Regions from separate parts of the Danio rerio genome. Here region 2 is linked to region 1. A link is a contact called in public Micro-C data. All regions are on one chromosome and are shown on one strand. The core of a region is the stretch at or near the end of the contact, and the rest is flanking DNA. Distances in the headings are between cores, read along the strand shown. Region 1 overlaps sptlc3 (serine palmitoyltransferase, long chain base subunit 3). Region 2 holds the start of slx4ip (SLX4 interacting protein).

Evidence for each region. A called contact is a pair of places that touch in the nucleus more often than the background predicts.
Region 2: a Micro-C map of caudal fin shows a contact between it and region 1, with 5 times the contacts expected there. The contact joins the promoter of slx4ip here to the enhancer-like site in region 1. A contact is called at or near these places in 2 of 18 Hi-C or Micro-C datasets (caudal fin and embryo) and 1 of 4 datasets of contacts at active chromatin or transcription factors (caudal fin).

Annotation. Positions count from the first base shown.
Region 1 is chr13:38,285,703-38,289,046 of GRCz12tu, forward strand. The region is part of intron 6 of sptlc3 (serine palmitoyltransferase, long chain base subunit 3); the gene reads right to left. Among named protein-coding and RNA genes, the nearest start is that of sptlc3, 27 kb to the right of the region's middle. Within about 2 kb of position 1,894, at least 6 of the 62 cell types and tissues checked have an H3K27ac peak or open chromatin away from gene starts, as enhancers often do. A contact at or near this core is called in caudal fin, where this site is marked.
Region 2 is chr13:38,929,587-38,933,298 of GRCz12tu, forward strand. slx4ip (SLX4 interacting protein) reads right to left here and starts at 2,312. Exons shown (of 12, transcript NM_200411.1): 1 at 2,077-2,312; 2 at 1,927-1,986. The coding sequence starts at 1,953. It overlaps mkks (MKKS centrosomal shuttling protein), which reads left to right and starts at 2,584. Exons shown (of 5, transcript NM_200165.1): 1 at 2,584-2,644.

The sequences.
Region 1 (3,344 bases), core at 644-3,143:
AAAGCATACAAATACCATAATATGTTTGCAGATATTTAAAAAAATAACATGCTAGGAGAACATTCTTGTTTGTCTGAAAAACAATGCTAAAAATCAGGTATTCTGCTTTGAAAATAGGCAATCCGTGCCAGAACGCTGTCTTTGTTTTGGCTCTTTGACTAGCCCAATGCCAGTTTAGCCAATTATATTTCAGCACCCCAGGTTGCCTTGGTGGAAAACCACATATTTCATTAAATCATTCAGATAGACTCTGAAAGCATGCGTACCTGACTGAAATGCGACCTCCAGTGGACAGTAACAGGCTCCGAAATGCGATGCAAATTTAGAGTTCCACATAAGGTCATTAATAAGCAAATAATATAAATATTACCAACATAAACATTAGGTGAGCAGGTTACATTGTAACCCCGTGTCAAAACATGCTATGTGACAAGATTTGCAGTGATAAGCAATTTGGCACCAGACGAAACACGACAGGCATTCAGAAGCACAGAATATGCACTCACTCATGAAATAGTAAAGTGTATAGTCTAATTAATAAATATTAAACCTCTTTAACATTATTAAATGTACATATGTTGGTTTTGAGTCATTGTTCTAAAGTTGAATTTTAAACGATTTATTTTATTTTCAAGATCTGAGGTAAACCATCTGCTGCTGCTTTCAGTAATATGGCAATAAATGTAATGTAAAATGCATTCAAACTCGCATTGAAAGCATTTAACACTGAATGAAGCACATGAGGTGTACCTGAGGTGATCATTGTTTTCTGCTGTTCAGCTGCAAGAAACAGAAGCCGTTTCTAAAATATCAATTTGAGGTGTTGGTTAGAACAAAAACTCTTTTTAATATGGAAAATATTGCTTCTTTTGCGTGCTGTTGCTTTATTTAGAACACGATTTAAATCAGCCTTTAGGTTCGATAGTCAGACTCACTCCTGTTGGTCAATCTGGCAACCTGCGCTTCCTTTGTTTTGATCCAGGAATGTAATACCTAGTTTAACCACTGTGTGTCAAACTTACATATAGCACCTTTAATTTTGATGATGTAAAGAAATTGTAAAAAATGTCTCATCTAAAAAATGCTGCTTGATTTAAGAATTGTTTGATATTTAGACAAAACCTCATCGACCTAAGTCATCAAAATAGTTGTTTTTTTGCCTTAGAAAATCTAAACTTAACACCCTATTGGCAAAAAAAAGCTTGTCTTAATAAAAAAAACTTAATTTAGTTTTTTTTTCTTGTCTAGAAAATGTTGCTTGATTTAAGAACTTTAAGATATTTGGGCTACAAACAAGTCAAAAACTCAAATTTATAAAAGCATATTTTGCCATGCAGGACTACATTGGTGTTTGCTAATCCATGTATTCAAAACCTGAATTGAATATGTCACTATTCCCAGAGTAGGACTAAAAAAAAAAAAAAGATGTCAAATATATACAAAATAGTTGCCCTACATCACCAAAATAAGTCTAAATAGCTGTTTGTGTATGTGGAAGAGTGTTTCTTTATCAGGTAAATTACTTGAATTCAATGATCTGATTTATTACAGCATGAACTTGCATAAAACAAACATTAACCGAAGCTAAATTGCATCTTACTGCAAAAAAACCTTTCCAATAATTGTATCCTAGGGGGAATGACTGGCAAAGCCTGAAGCATTGAAGGAAAGGGAAATAAATTACAATGATTAATAGTGATGTTATGTGAAACCGAGTTCTAATTGCACACTGGGATATTCAAGGGCACTATTATTGGTTGGTCCCATTTATTGTGTAGGCCCAAATGCATGAGTGCATTATGTAAATAAGCCCAAAAACACATTATAAACAACTAGCCCAAAGCTTCTAATAAACAGACATTGTAATGTTACAAACTGGCCAACAGATGGCAGAGTTGAACTACAAACTGGATTCTGACCTGTGTCACATCCTGGTCTCATTCCTCCACTTTTACCCTACAAACTTCTCCCCTTCCCTTCTATCTCCATGAATATAAAGTGACAAAAGGACCAAAGAAAAGGCTGTTCCATATAGTGTCTCATTAAAGTGGCCTCATTTCAAACAGGTGGACATATTTAGGCCAGTGAAGGCCAATGTGGACACAGCCTGCTTTCTTTATCCACGCAGTCCTGAAATACACTCACCTAAACAAAGCTTTCAGGCCAAGAACAACGTGAATAGGAAGAGTGACACGTGAAATCGGAAGGTGTGTGGGCCTAAATGTCAAACTCTGCCTTTGTTTACATTTGTTATGCTGTCATGCAGGTTGGCTATGGACGTTTGGAGTCAAAACTTTTTGGTGTGCAGTGGAAACCCCCCTACTCACTTCAAAATGTACGTTACTCAAAACATTTGAAGTGAAATGACAAAATTTGATTTTAGGTTTTTTATTTTTAAAATGCTCAATTCTTTCCTTCACCAAGTTCTTATATAATTAATGAAGCAACAAAGCTAAAACAAAGGCCCTCTCCGAATATTCTGTGTCTGCAGCACATTTAGGGAATTTAAAGGTTCAGCGAAATTAAAATCTAAAACATGAAATCTCTTTTAACATCTAAAACGTTTTTGGATGTTAGTATCAGTATGTTAGTCTACAAGGATCTCTTCAAGCTATCCTCATACGTCAGTTTTTATCAAATATTGACCAATCAAATGCACTCTACTATCTGTCATGTCCCACCCCCTTTAAGACGCTTCTCATTTGCTTTTCATTTGATGAGCTTAAGCTCAACCACTTACACTGGCAAAGCTGTGATAAAACGCTATTGGCTGTTTTATTTAAAAGAGGAGGAGCTGTTCAATGTCAATCCAATGGGTATAAGCAGACACCAACAAGAGAAACTTTAAAAAAAATGCTATAGTCTGCTTCTGATTATGTATCTTCCAGCAGGATTAATGTCAAGTTCCATCTTTTGACTTCTGAACATTACGCACTTATCTACAAATGATGGATAACACTCAAAGTAAACATTTAAGGGAAAGTTCATCTAACAATGAAATTGTGCTGTTAATACCCTCAGGGTATTCAAAATATAGGTCACTAACTGTCTTTCGAATATAACAATTATACAGTTGAAGATTTTTAGCTTAAACTAGTCCTCTGTGATTCATAAAATATAAGTCAATGGCTACCGTCACGTTAGCTTAAAGGTGATAATTTTGTAAATAACATTCAGTTTATTTAACAGACTGACTGTTTCGCTTAAACCCATCCATCTAAGTCTGGTCTATAACTGCTGTGCACTCAGTTAGAATGTTTTGCACTTGAGCGCCACCAAGTAGTGTTTTACTGTAAAAGCTCTCGGCATGTGATCAAAAAGCATATCTCATTGGTTGTCCAGTT
Region 2 (3,712 bases), core at 1,062-3,561, 640 kb after region 1:
TTGGTGAATCACAGCTAAGTATTGAATCCCTGTATAGTAGGCAGCTTTTACGGAATGCCCAGAACATTATTATTTGTAGCTCTCATCCTCTGTTTGAGGAGTTTAACCTACTCCCTTCGGGTCAAAGGTTTCAGATGCTTTATAGGACAAAATGGTTCAGGAATAGCTTTGTCCCATCATCTATTGTTGCTCTGAATAAATTATAATCTTTTAAAAGGTACTTTGTATGTGTATATGTGGGTATGTATATGTGTGATTTAATTGTTTGTACCAAATGCAAAACTTTGCTGAAAAAAGAATCTACCTACGGGTACTAATAAAGTCAACTCAACTCAACGTTACCAGATTACCCTAATTTGCACCAGTGCTTTTGCACCTTATCATCAATCTGCTTGTTTATGAGCCAAACTGCCGTAGTTTATGCAATTCTTTGATATTATGAAAATTAGGTGATTATTTACCCTGTTTGGTAAATCTGGCCCAAACATTTCAAAGAATTGTCCTAAGCAGCACGTGCATCATATATTAAGTGTTCCCAAGATATATAATAGAGTTTGGTAAAAGAAAATATAATATAATATTTTATATTTTTTCCCGAATTTCTGTTTAATGGAAATAAAAATTTTCTTTCAACACATTTCTAAACATAATAGTTGTAATAACTAATTCCTAATAACTGATTTTTTTTATCTTTACCATCATGCCAGTGAATATTTTACTAAATATTTTCCAAGATACTAGTATTAAGGTTAAAGTGCAATATAAAGGCTTTACTAGGTAAATTAGGTTAATTAAGCAAGTCATTGTATAACAGTGGTTTGTGCTGTAGCCAATCAAAACAAGAGGGCAAATAATTTTGATCCTAAAATGTTAATTTAAAAATAAATAAATAATAAAACTGATTTTATTCTAGCCAAAATAAAACAAATAAGACTTTCTCTAGAAAAAAAAAAAAAATATATATATATATAGGAAATACTTTGACAAATGCCTTGCTCTGTAAAACATAATTTGCCAAATATTTGAAAAGAAGAGTCACAGCAGGGCTATTATTTTTGACAGAACTCCAAACATTAGCTCACCCTGGTCTTTGTAGCTGACTATGTATGCAACTCACCCACACAAAAAAAACACAAGTTTTGAGAAATCAAGACAAATACAACTACGACAAAACAAAATCCACAAACTTTTTTCTCTGAGCTAACTATACCCTCTGTCTCAACTCCAAGTCACAAATCAGAAATACCTGAAGCTTTCAAAAACAGAAAAACTCATTTTTTTCAGAATTTATTATTTATTTTTGTTTCAACGATCTCTTAAGCATTGAATACACTCGTTTCTTTAGGTTTATCATAATTTATTATATGGAAGCCATAATCTTTGGTAAATCACAGTAACGACTTAAAAATTCAAAATCATGATAAACAATTTGTCACCTTAGAATTATAAGGTTCTACCTGACATTTTTGTCCAAATTGAGATATTCATATATTCTTATTAAATGACAACTTATTTACATTATGGGATGTTTTTTTATTATTGTTTACATTTTAAGCCTTTTTATAAAAAATAAAAAAATGTTACACACATACTGTTTGCTATTCAGTGCAAAAACTTTAAAGCTCAATACCTCAAAATCATTCAGAACGCAGACAGAAACTTGGACATAACTCCAAGGTTACGAATTCTAAATTATGATGATATGAAGATAATCATGATCACTGCATAAAGGGTAACAACACATTCATAAAACAATAAGGCTGGCATAACGACATACATTTGTAAACATTCAGACACAAAACGTCAAAATTGTGAAATTACAGCTTCGATTTCATTTGTCTCAACCACTAATTTTACAATTACTGTAAAAATAAAACACAAAAGCAACGAAGATTCTAAGATAAACTGATAAAATGAAAAGTTTACCTTGACCACAAATTTCGAGGGCTCCATCCTGTTCAAATTCAGTCGTTAGATTTCCCCCATCTAGATAAACACAAATACTTTTTATTTATTGCTGATATTTTGAGCATTCAGTGATGAACGTCAAGTCATTAGAGTGAAGCAGCTACTCACGTGTTTGGATTGTGACAGATACAAGTCAAATTCAAAACACAAAGCAGAAGGGCGATTATGCGGCACTCAGACCTGGCTTACAATATACATGGGTTATTTGAATGTAACGTACAATAAATATTTAACATGTTTAATCACAATTTAGTCGAGAATGACAATAAAATAGCCGCAATGAACGAAACTTTAATCTCCCGCCGATGGTTTGAAACATGCCCTGTGTCACGTAAGGACCCCAGCGCTACCAGTTGTCATAGAGACGTAGCCGGATGTAGGAAGCTATATTTTTGCCAGACAGCGGTGATTGCTATTTTACGTAAATTGTGAAATATCCTGAACGATATATCTCAGCTTACATAAAAGGACACAAAACATGAATAGCGCTTGCTGTTCATAATTTAACCATTAATTTATCCATTTATTTTGTAAAACACTTTTTAACTGGCATAGTTTAGTTACTCTATGAGATCATGTGCAGCACATAAACACCATCTGCCTGGTTTGTGCGGTACGGTTTAATGTTCCTTTGGCTGTTCTTTCTTCAGTTAGTTAAGATATAAGCTGAATTTTGGTATGTATGACGCTAAATATGCGCGTTTTATAAGCTATTAGGTTTGTTATTAGTTGTTATATGAAAGAAGATATTGCTATTAAGTAAAAGATAAGTGTAGTAACGCTATGTTATAATGAGTGGTTAAAGTACAATACTTTGTAGACTACAAATAAAATGTACTGACCTCATAATAAATAACCACATAACACTATCTGAATTATTATAACCAAAGACTTTAAAAGATACTTTGTTATAACGTAACTATTTAGCCGTTTATAATATTTATAATATTAATATTTTGGAACTTTGTTTTTTTAAACAAAACCATATTTATATCAGCAACATCTCGTGAGCAAATTAAAGTCGTAAATATTTTCAACGTTACCATGATTTTACCATGTTATTACTACATATATGACCTTTTGTTAACTTATAAACAAGTTGCTAACTATAAACAGATGCAAAATAAATTTTGATAAGAATCAAATTGCCTTAGTGTATTATAAATTATTTAATATGTTAATGTAAATATTGAAATAGTATAATTTAATATCTCATCAAAAATAATCACTTAATATTTCATATGTAAGATTTTTTTTTTAAAATGCACATATATTCCAATGAAATAAATAGATAATAACTAAAGATTGCTCAAAAACTGTCATAATGTATGAAACATAAATAATTATTTAGATGAAAAATTGCAAAAATGAATTCCCTCACTGAAAACAATGCATTTTTAGACATTTTTATTTATCTGGTTCAGGTTAAATGGTTCCAATTGTGTTATGATTGTTAAATATTGTTTTGTCATTTAAAATAACTAGTGAATGGCAACAGTCATAGGACGTTATATATACAGTTACCTATAGGTTGGGCCAGACAGAATTTGCGGACATTTTTAGCTATTTCTGCACAGAAAATGTTTAAATTTAAAAGATTTTGGGAGTATCATTACTGAAACTTGATATATGAAATAAAAAATAATACCTTTTAAACTTTTATTTAATGTATACAACGCAAATCCAATTAGATCCACTTAATTAGTAAAATAAAGCGAGTACAATACAATACAATACAATACAA